Linked DNA regions of Mus musculus: regions 1 and 2 are each linked to region 3. The links are chromatin contacts, called in public Hi-C maps. All regions are on one chromosome and are shown on one strand. Each heading gives the region's core, a stretch centred on a gene start, on an enhancer-like site or on the middle of the called end of the contact. The rest is flanking DNA. Distances are from core to core; before and after follow the strand shown.

Evidence for each region. A called contact is a pair of places that touch in the nucleus more often than the background predicts.
Region 1: a contact with region 3 is called in a Hi-C map of the N1E-115 cell line, with 5 times the contacts expected there. The contact joins two enhancer-like sites.
Region 2: a contact with region 3 is called in a Hi-C map of the N1E-115 cell line, with 5 times the contacts expected there. The contact joins two enhancer-like sites.

Annotation. Positions count from the first base shown.
Region 1 is chr9:116,637,768-116,641,551 of GRCm38.p6, reverse strand. All of the region lies in intron 10 of Rbms3 (RNA binding motif, single stranded interacting protein), which reads left to right. Among named protein-coding and RNA genes, the nearest start is that of Gm39449, 110 kb to the right of the region's middle. Within about 2 kb of position 1,416, at least 42 of the 459 cell types and tissues checked have an H3K27ac peak or open chromatin away from gene starts, as enhancers often do. A contact at or near this core is called in the N1E-115 cell line, where this site is marked.
Region 2 is chr9:116,910,168-116,913,860 of GRCm38.p6, reverse strand. The region is part of intron 4 of Rbms3 (RNA binding motif, single stranded interacting protein); the gene reads left to right. Among named protein-coding and RNA genes, the nearest start is that of Gm39452, 280 kb to the left of the region's middle. Within about 2 kb of position 1,545, at least 23 of the 459 cell types and tissues checked have an H3K27ac peak or open chromatin away from gene starts, as enhancers often do. A contact at or near this core is called in the N1E-115 cell line, where this site is marked.
Region 3 is chr9:117,569,031-117,572,785 of GRCm38.p6, reverse strand. It overlaps a transcript of Rbms3 not described here. Among named protein-coding and RNA genes, the nearest start is that of Gm39450, 150 kb to the left of the region's middle. Within about 2 kb of position 1,420, at least 50 of the 459 cell types and tissues checked have an H3K27ac peak or open chromatin away from gene starts, as enhancers often do. A contact at or near this core is called in the N1E-115 cell line, where this site is marked.

The DNA.
Region 1 (3,784 bases), core at 167-2,666, 930 kb after region 3:
AGGATTTTTAAATTTAAATGAAAATTAGCCCCAGAGACATGGAAAATTAGCTTGCAAAGACTTTTGCTACTTGCTGTGTGCAATTCCTGTCTGTATAGATTGCACACGTGTGATATGATGTGGCTTCACTTTAAGGTGCACTCTACAAAGAAAGGATCCAAGAACAGAAAAGAGGGAAAGGAATCCACGTGAGGGGGATTCCTTGGGCTGCGTGGCCCCCAGATTATCGTGCCTGTTTTCTACTCCGACGTCCAGTCGGTGGTATTTGTTTTGTTTTTGTTTGTTTGTTTGGGGTCTTGGGGGGGTGGTTGGTTAGTTTAGTTTGTTTGTTTTTCAGAAATCACTATGAAACATTTTGTACAGTTGAAGGGAACTAGAAATTTTGTACAGTTGAAGGGAACTAGGCCTGTGATAGCCTTTTGGATTTCAAACTAGACTTGGGGAAGTCATTCTGTCCCTCCAGTTTGGTTGTAAATGGATCAAAGTAGCTGAAGCTTAGTGGTTATCCCTAAAGATAGGAAATGGTTCTTGGTGCCTCTTCTTCTTTCCCAACAACAGTCCTTTAAAACCTTGTGGGTTTTTTTGTTGCTGTGATAAAACACCAATACCAAAAGCAATTTACATAAGACTATGTTTATTTGGACATGCTGTGATAAAACAGACAAAACACCAACACACACACACACACACACACACACACACACACGTCGGTCATTCACTATTGCTGTTGGTCATTCACTGTTGCTGTTGGTCACTCACTATTGCTGTCAGTCATTCATTCACTATTGCTGTCAGTCATTGACATGAACTGCCTGACTTTTAAGCCGCTTATGTTCTCTGTGCTAAAAATAGTTCAATATAAATAAACTCAAGGGGATATTTCTTCTAAAAATATGATGGTGACAGAAAGACAAAAACAGATTGAGGACAAAATAAAAATTGACCTTCAGTTATATTTTTAAAAGTTATGTTAAAGGGTTCCTATTTAAAAACTCAGTTGCATAAATAGTCTATGAAATAGAACATCTAGTGTGAGCCTTGGTTGTCTTGGCATGAAACACCAGGAGGAGACAGGCTGGTGGGGGCGGGCCATGGTTCTCCTTCCTTCCCTTCATTCAGTTGAGTAATTTTCTTTCTTTATGCTTTGCTGACGCCCTTCTCACCTTTGACTTTGTCAGTCCTGCGATTTGAAACATGGGACTTATATAAATGTGTGTAGAAAGGGCTCTAAAATGCTCAGCTGCTCACGTGGAAGTTTTGAGACCAATCAGCGGCTTAGTTCTTTAGGAAATTACCCTGCCTCACCTCTGTGAGATACAGGCTTGGCCTGTTTGAATTTGTTGTCCTGTATTGTGATGATTCACAGTCAAAGGGCCAAGCCCTGTAACAATGGCAAAGCAGCACAAATGAAGGTCATTGCTCAATCTCCTGTTTATCGCTGGAGCGGTGGCTCAGCAGTTAAGAGCACGCTCCTGCTGCTCTTCCAGGGGACCTGAGTTTGTTTCCCCACACCCGAGTTCAGTATGTGCTTTCAGTGCAAGGCACTGCCTGTGTTTTGTTGGGTGTGAAGAGTCCCATGATTTTATCGGGAAATGAATGAACCTTCAAAGATTTCAAACTCATTTCAAATACTAGCAGAAGCTCAGCAAACTGAGATCCTTCTCTGATGTCCAGTTTTAAATACTGAAGCTCACAGCAGCAGCAGCAGCAATGGAGACAGAGCCCAGCCCAGCCACCTGCAGCCAGCGGAATTCCCTGCCCTTTTAGTGACCTCCACTCAGATGAAGCCAGACCCTTGACTATACTGCAGAAAAGAATTCCAGGAGAGGCCTGAGAGCAGTAAATTAGTGAGCCTGTTAAAGAGAGCTAGCTTTAAAGAGTAACCACCATTTAAAAATTATGTAGAGTTTTAAAAGTAAGCAAAAACATGCGAGTTGATTTCCTAAACACTTTCTTTCATTTTTTTAAAAAGAAGTTCCCTTTATAAATGAAATTATAAGGTGGTTTTATGAAGTGTGCTGTTTATGTTCTGGGATTAGAGATGAGAGTGCTGACATAGTTCAACTCAAGGCTACAAATACCCAGGCCCCGAGTAAACCTGGTCTGTTTAACACCCTTGTTTGCAATGCCCTTCAGAAAACAAGAGCTGTCTCTGCAGGCAATCTTTACCAGTTATCTGGACCTTCTGAGTCCCTGCCAGCATCCCGCGGGAATCTATTCCTTCCAGAGTCCTTTAATTTCATCTGTCCTCCTATCCTGCTTCACTTGAGGTGACTTCTGCATACTTTACCCAAACCACTGCTGTCATTCTTACTTCTGGGATGTGTGACCATCTTGTCCCTCTGATGACAGGAAGAAGGACTTTATCTCATAGCAGCAGTGGCTCCCATGGACCATATTGCCTGTCAGCCCTGAGACCATTGCTTGCTTTATTCGGAGGAATTAAAGGCGTGCACTACAAGATTTTACTTTGCAACGTAAACACTGAGCAAATCCAGACATCCAGAGATGCTGAGAGGAAAAAGACGTCTCTTCTTGTGCTGCCATTTGTCCAGTGGATGCTTTTCAGACAGCACACTCTATATATTTCAAGGAGACAATGTCACCCTTACTGTGTTGGCAAAGGCTGTCACAGAGCACTCCAAAGTCCATAGCTTAAGTGCATCAGTGGGGACAGATTTGACAGTGTATATTGAGGATGCTGGTTTGCCTTAACAATTGTAAAGTTTTCCTTCTTTTCTCTTTCACATTTCCCCTTTGTACTGCACAATACAAAAGAGATTCTGTTGACATTAATAAGCACCATTGCTGACAAACACCATTCTCTGTTGCGGTAACCAAGGCTTCAGACCCACTAAGGTATCTGTCCTTGATAAAGCACCACCAAAACTTCATTTCTCCAGTAGGTTCTTGTCAGTCACTTCCAGTTAACTCACTAATTGTGAACGTCTTCCATCCCCTTGAGATTAAACAACTTAATGTTCTTGATAACTTGTGGGGATTCTCTGTTCATTGGACATTTTACTGACAATAAGCAAATATTCTTATGAAATTTCTCCCAAGAATCTCCATAGCATCATTTGTTTATCGACGGTAACTCATCTGTTTGGGGAATCTCTCCATCCTATTATTTTTTCACTCTGTGCTTGGTCTTGCTATTTACAATTCCAGATTATGACAAGTCCCTTCCCACTCTTCTGTGTGATTGGCAGATTTTGGGTTTATAGGCAGAACAGTGCGCCGGCAGCTGCCATCAAATGACTCCCTATACACGGCTTTCTGTGAAGGAAGTCTCCGAGAGATCAGACAATCTTCTCTAAATTAATTCCAAGTGCAGGCATCCTGTCCCTCTGTTCTTATCCAGTGAGAATTTTGATGGATCTGTCACAAGCTTGCCCACCTCCCTCACTGACTCCTTCCCAAACAAAACCTTAAGTCCGTCTCTCATATAACACCCCAGGGAGAGAGCAGGTTCCTCAGCATGGGAGAGGATAGATTTTGCATGCACACACACACACACACACACACACACTGTGGGTTTCATTGTGGCTTTTCATATCTGTTCCTTTATGTAAGTCTTAAGACTGATTAAATTGAGATGGTTCTGGAACTGTGGTAGGTGACCTCTGGGCTGGGATAGACTGGTGGCAGACATGCTAAGAAGGCCGCCTGTTGGAAACTCAGGAAGAGAAGGAACGCTTGTGCCCACACAGGGTTAAGATGCCGAGAGAGTGCCACATTTCAGTCAGAGTTACAGAAATTCATCAGCGCACCTGCTTCAGTT
Region 2 (3,693 bases), core at 296-2,795, 660 kb after region 3:
TCCCTTAAGTTTTAAGTCTTGACTCTCCCCTCTGTGTGCCAATCAGAAAACAGAAATGGATTGAAGGAAGCAAGGAAGGAAGGAAGCAAGGAAGGAAGGAAGGAAGGAAGGAAGGAAGGAAGGAAGGAAGGACAAAAACAGGCAGGCAGTGATGACAGCTGAAAAACATATTTCCCTGTGACTTAGTCCCTATTGGTCCAGCAAGGACAGCTAGCTGCAAGAGATGCTAGGAAATAAATATTCAGAAGAGATGATCGTTGCCGTCCAGTGTTAGTGTTTAGTTACCACTTTCCTTTTGTCTGCTCATCTGGAAGAAAGATAGGATATTCACAGTATACAAAAAAATAACCTTTCATCCATAAAAGGTAAGACATAGTTACCTCATAGTTTAGGCAGGACCTAGGTCCTGCCACATTGGAGCATTTTTAATAGGAAAAGCATTGCCATCCTCCCCTGCTTTTTATATTATTAGAGTAAGTTTTATTTATTGCTACTGGCTAAGGAAATGACCCAATGTGGCCTCGTAAGACAGAATTAATTTGCAGTGACTCCAGCTGAAAAGTTGGCTGCCTTTTAACTTAATAACTTGAGAGTTGTCAGTCTCCTTTGAAGTTAATGATAGTTGTAAAGTGCAAATAAAAATTTTCCTAAAGGGACTCAAACACTGTAAGGCTAATGAATGAATGCCATTGCTAGAACTGTCCATGTATGTGTTAGGAGAGGGCGGTGAGTGGGACGGGATTTGAATTTCATTATGATTTCCTTGCTTCTTGTTTTGGCTTTTGGGTTAGAAACTGTCCAATCATTTTCCCCTTAGAAATAAAATTTAGAACACTTAATAGGCTTTTAGAAGCAGGTTGCATATTAGAAGCAAAGCTCTTTTGTCTGAAGGGCAGTGTTAGAAGTACTTGGGATTTAAGCACCACCTCTGGGGTCCCTATATTCCCACAGCAGGACATCACACAACAGATGAAAACTCAGTTGCATACCCTGGCCTTTCTGACATGGGGTGTGATGTTCCAAATAGATACAGGAAATTCTGTCTTAAATGTGTTTTGTTTTCTTTAATGGATGATCTGACTAAAAAGAAAGAAGAAAGAGAAAAATAAAACAGCTGAAGAAGAGCTGCTTCACTACAGAAGTGAACAGCCGCTCGCTCTTCTCCAGTGTTATGCAAACTGGGTCATTTCCAGGCAGCAGAAGGTCCTGTTGCTAACTTGTTCTCAGGTTATCAGTGGCTGAGAGGCTCCTAACTAGGCTGATGCCTCTCTCTCTCTCTCTCTCTCTCTCCTCTCATTCATTTGTGGGTTTATTTCTACTGAATGTACTAGTCAGAAGAGATGGCTGATTGATATCCCCAGGGTCGGTGTTTCCTGTTGGTGCCTGTGCAGATGAGGCTGCAGGAGGAAGCTGTGCTTTTGGCTGGCTGGGTTTCCTCTCCAGGGGAAGGAAAATCTCTGAAAGCCTGAGGGGTGTGCTCTGCCCTCCCACCAACACTCCCCATCCTGGAGTGTTCCATTCCCTTTCATCTGAATGCCTCAGAAACATTTGAAGTCTGCAGAGATCTCCAAAGAAGGGACGGCCCAGCGAAATCCAACTGTCTTTCCTCTAGCATTGCACCCTTGATGGAACTTGGCACCAGGCACCTAATGATTCAGATGGAATTAAAGGATTCTGCCTCATTATTCCCTTTTCAAAAAGCAAGCTTTCCAGAACTCCAATACCCCTTGAAACTTAGTGGTAGTTTTTTAAAAAGTGTTTTTAAATGCCCCCTTTGCCAAGAGATGCATTCTTTTCAAAAGCTTATGTTTTATGATTTTCCTGCCTTGAAGACAGTTGCCTGCATGAGGCACAGGTTTTTATGTGCATCTGTTCATGTGTCTGCATGCTTTGCTGTATTGCAGATTTTGGCAGCTGCTGGGTAAGGAGTTCTCCTGGGTCTAGTCCTTGTCTTTGTGAAGAAAAGAATTCAGTCAAGAAACAAAGACAGTTTAAGCAGGAGTTTATTTGGCAAAATAAACACTCAGAAGAAAGATTGGAGTGGACTCTGTTGAAGAAGGGGTTAGCAATATAGTGTGGGCAGAATTATGGATTTATAAACACATTTTTAATGGATGGTATATTAATGGGGCGAAGTGAGCCTTTCCCTCCCTGATCAGGGTGATCCCTACAAAATCTCACAAACTGTCAAAACCACAATACAAATGATAATGACAGTGAAGTCTTTTGAAGAGGTGCACCATTTGTGAAGGCACTGGGGAAATCCCAAGATGCATAGTTTGTTTTTTTAGCTAGCAACAACTTATTGTGAGCTTCAAGGACATTTAACACAGAGTGTCATTCCCCTATCAGGAGACAAAGCTATGAAATAGAGATGTGGTTTCCTTTTGTTGTCTCCTGTCTAACTCCTTGTATAAGCTGGGCAAACACATTGCCACCGAGCTACATCCCCTGTTCGCAAATCTATACTTTTATTATTATTATTATTATTATTATTAATTATTATTATTATTATAAAAAGGTTTACTCATTTAGTTTTTTGTGCATGTTGTATGCGTATCTGCACGTGTACATGTGTATCATGTGCATGCAGTATACACAGAGACCAGGAGAAAATGTCCTATCTCCTGGAACTGGAGTTACAGGTAGTTATAAACTGCCATGCCGGTGCTGAGAATCAAACCCTGGTCCTCTGCAAGGCCACCCAGTGCTCTGAACTTCTGAGCCATTTCTCCAGTCTCTTTCTGACTCTTTAACAAGCATCTCAAGCTGTTCCAGAGGAAGATCCAAGAAGCAGTCCTCCTGTAGAGCAGACAGCATGACGGATGGGAGACTAAACACTCTACATTCAGTATTATCTCCCCAAGTCCCTCGTTCCCTCATTATGGGATATTTACTATCAGACTGAATTTATAAAGAATTTAGTACCCATAATAACATGGGCATTGGAATAGACTATCTCTCTTCATAAAGTGGGAGAAATAGCTTAAAGGGCAATAAAAAAGGTTGCCTAGAAACACTTAGTCCTGGAAGCTTTAAAAACACCCTGGGATGCAGATGGTATTTAGACCTCCTCTCCCTTTTCTTTGTCACTGGGGAAAGAAACAAAAAAAAATCTTTTTGAGACCATTTATCCTATTTGGACAAATAATTGTTTTTGAAAGTGTATTTCTTCTTATGTATGTGTGTGTGTGTGTGTGTGTGCATGTGCACACATCTTATGTATGTGTGTGTGCATGTGCACATGTACTATGTAGGAGTATGTGTGCATATGCACATGTATTATGTGGGGGTATGTGTGCATGTGTACATGTATTGTGTGTGTGTGTGTGCATGTGCACATGTATGCATGTGTGTTGGAGGGCAGAAGGCAACTGTGGGTACTTTTCCTCAGTCATCATCATTTGTTTCCAACGCAGGATTTCTCAATGACCTGGACCTTGTCCCGTAGGTCATGCTTGATCATCACAGAGCCCCAGGATTTGCCTTTTTCTGCCTCCCCAGTACTAGGCTCGCAAGAACATGTTTGGGTATTTTTCACATGAGTTCTAGCAGTTGACTTCAGGTCTTTGTACACTTTAACAGCTAAGCCATCTAGCACTTAAAAATAACTGTATTCTAGCTTAACACAGGGCAAAGGGCATGTAAGCGTGGGGTGCAACTTGGCAATTACACAAGAAAATATAGCCACAC
Region 3 (3,755 bases), core at 171-2,670:
AACAACTAGGTCCAGGCTCCTTTTGTCCTGTTATCTACTTAGGTTGGAATAATTACTTCCCTTCTTTTCTCACCAATTCAGTTAACATGCACCAGCTCAAGGAAATTACATTTGCTCACGTAGATGTGCAAACAAGCAGAATGACAAGGACTTCTCTCACAGCTACATAGATAGAAATTGCATTGGGGAAAAGACAGTTTCTGAACTCAGTTGAGTCCTCCATAGATTAAAACAGAGATCTCTTGAACAGTGGCTCCCTTGCTGCCTTACCTCTACTCATGGTAAAGTGCTTATTGTCATAGTCAAATACTCTTGTGGAAGTGAAGAAAAGCACACAGATTTAGAATACTACCCTTTATTCACAACAGTAAGGAGTCCTTTCTGATCAAAGAAGGAGCTAAGGGCCTCCCACGTGTACACCAAGAGTGTCTAAGGGTAGATATCAGTTGGGAGACGGCTTGCCTCATATGCACAAAGCCCTGAGTTTGCTCTCCATCACAGCAGGTGGTGCATGTGATCCCAGTTTTCCAGAGGTGAACGGGGGAAGACTAGAAGTTCAGGGTTATCCTCAATGCATAGCAGGTTCAAGACCAGCCTGGAATAGATACAGAAGACCAAAACAAAACAAAACCAGCAAAAAGAATCCACCAAGAGTCTCCTACTGGTGTCTTGACATGGCTCCTCCTTCTCTGAGCAGGTTCTGCCTGCCTTTATTAAGTGCCTTTTGTTTAGATTCCTGGTCTTGTCTTCCTTCTGTCCTAGCATCTAATTCATTTTTTGGTTTACTCATTATGGTTAATGGTTAGTAATGTTCCTAAGGGCAAAGAATGTTTATTCTCGCTAGACCAGTGGTTCTCAACCTAAATTGGTCCTAGTGCTATGACCCTTTAATAAATTTCCTCATGTTGTGGTGATCCCTAATCATAAAATTATTTCATTGCTTATTCATAACTGTAACTTTGCTACTGTGGTGAATAAATAAATATCTGATATGCAGGATTTATGACATGTGACCTCTGTGAAAGGGTCATTTGACCTCCAAAGGCGTCACAATCCAGAGGTTGACACCCCCTGCTCTAGAGCTGTTTGGTTCTTAATGCAGTGCAGTTTTTAGTTAAGTCATTGTTGAGTGCATGACTAAGTAGGTACTGGAACACTGACTGGATGAAAGATGTGAATGTAGTCTCCACTGAATCATGGAATCTTAAGAGATCTTGATCTAATGCAGTAGATAGATGTCCGTGAAATACACATTTTAAGTACTTACAGTGAGGCTGGTAGTGTGTTAGGAATGGATGATAGATCTCTGGATGTAGCTGAATACATTTCTAGGAAAAGACAGTTCTCAGGATATAGGTCAAGCTCCAAAGTGCATTTCAGCAGCAAGGGAGATGACTCAGCAGGTAAGAATGCTTGTTGCACAAGCACAAGGAAATGAGTTCATGCCTGGAACACATCTAAAGAGCAAGCATATCGCCCTGCCCCTGCTTATACCCTTAGTTCTGTGGAGGTTGAGACAGACGGATCACTGTGGCTTGTGGCTTTTAGCTGAGCTCCAGAGTCAGCGAAAGACCTTCTCTCAGTTGGATCAGGCAAAGAGCGATAGAAAAAGGGTACCCAATAGTGGTCCATGGCTTCCTTGGATGCGTAGAATTCGAACTCACAGACTTGAGAGCATACAGCACATATGCACACTAAATAAGTTAGTTTCTGTGGGGTGAATTTGTAGAGATGGCCAGCAAAACTACTTTTTAAAATGCTTTTATGTTTTCATTTAAAAGCATGTCTGGCTAGAAATACACAATGGCTTGTTTCTCTCAAGCCATCCATCTGTATATGAAAATTATGCATGTTTAGTTGAGGATATAGTAGAAGACAATATCCTAGGACATGCTAGAATAAAGGACACCGAGGGGAAAACATCACAAGGAAAGGAAAAAGTTGTCAGGGTTTCCACAGGTTCCACAAAGCTGAACAACCAAGTAGCACCTAAAAAGGAGAACATACATTGTGGGTTTGGAAAAGACAACGCTGCGTGTGTTTATACTGTGCAAAGTAAGATGAGGAGGGAGAATAGAGAGAGACCTATTCTTGGCAGTGCATTGGCTAAGAGCATGGGAAAAATTCCTTGTGGAAAGCTGAAGCAAAACAGATGGGCTATTAGATTATCAGTACATGGCCCTAAACCAAGGAAAAGACCCTATCTTGGAAGAATTTACATTGAAGGCCTGGTGGGAGGGCTCAGGATATGAGCACACAAATCTAAGATTGAGCCGCAGAGTGCACATAAAATCCCCAGTGTGGCGGTATGTGCTTATAATCTCAGGATGCAGAAGTGGAGATGGGCGGATCCCGAGTCCTCTGAGCCTGTAGGCCTAGCTAAGTCAACAAGCTCTATATACTACTAAGAGACTATGGCTCAGAAAACAGGGTGGAAAGTTCTTGAGGACTGATAGCTGTGGATGACCTCAGACTTACACATGTGAACACCCACCCACAAGCATAGCCTCCATGAGTACAAAAACATGTGCACACGCACACCTACAGAAAAGATTTTAGTGAATGCAATTTGGTTTTCAGGGAGTTGAGAGAAACAGGTTCTCATCACATAATTCAATACATTACTAGTGTCTTCCCTTGTTTGCTGGTGTAAGCAGCTATTTATAAAATGTTCTTTTTAAGTAATAAGTAAAATTCAGTCTTATGAGGTAGCAAAAATGGTGTTATTCTTATTGCAAAAATTATGTGTAAGGATGGGTATAATTTAGATCAGAAAATGATTCATACATAAATGTTAAAATATAGAATTATTTACAGCAGTATAATTTTGCAAAATTTGAAAAGTTCAATATTAGGAAGATGATGTTATTTAAATGATCAAAGAGTTGCTAATGACATAGAAAAATATGGCATGGTTCTAAGGAGAACCATGTAAGGGGTTATACACTGACACTCTGAAGTTTTGGCACTGTAGAGTTGTGTCCACCTGACACTGTAAAGTGCTGTATACCTCATACTGTAGAGTTGTGTCCACCTGACACTGTAGAGTGGTAAACACCTGTCACTGTAGACTAGTATACACCTGACACTATAGAGTGGTGAACACCTGACACTGTAGACTAGTATACACCTGACACTATAGAGTGGTGAACACCTGACACTGTAGAGTGGTGAACACCTGACACTGTAGAGTGGTGAACACCTGACACTGTAGACTAGTATACACCTGACACTATAGAGTGGTGTACACATGACACTGTAGAGTGGTGAACACCTGACACTGTAGAGTGTTATATTTCTGACACCAATTTCTAGGTTAAATTTGAGCCATGGACAATTTATGAATTCATAAAAAAGGGGAATCTAAATCCAGCACGGCAGTGCGTTCATGCAACCGTGGCACCATGGAGGTAGAGTCAGGAGGATCTGGAATTCAGAAGTTCATAGACACCATCAGCCTCATAATGACTTCAAGCCTTGCTTGATCTCTCTCTCTCTCTCTCTCTCTCTCTCTCTCTCTCTCTCTGTATGTGTGTGTGTGTGTGTGTGTGTGTGTGTGTGTATGTGTATGTGTAAAGAGAGGGAGACAGAGACAGACTATCACTCAAGGGTGTTGTCATACAGAGGTGTTAGATTCAGTTTTGGGCAGTATGCTAGATTTCTACATGAATTAACAAAAATAATAAATGCAAGGTCTTTTAATTTTGAGCAAGGCATTCTGTAGTGTTCGTTGATTTCAAGCTGGCAGGTGGAGA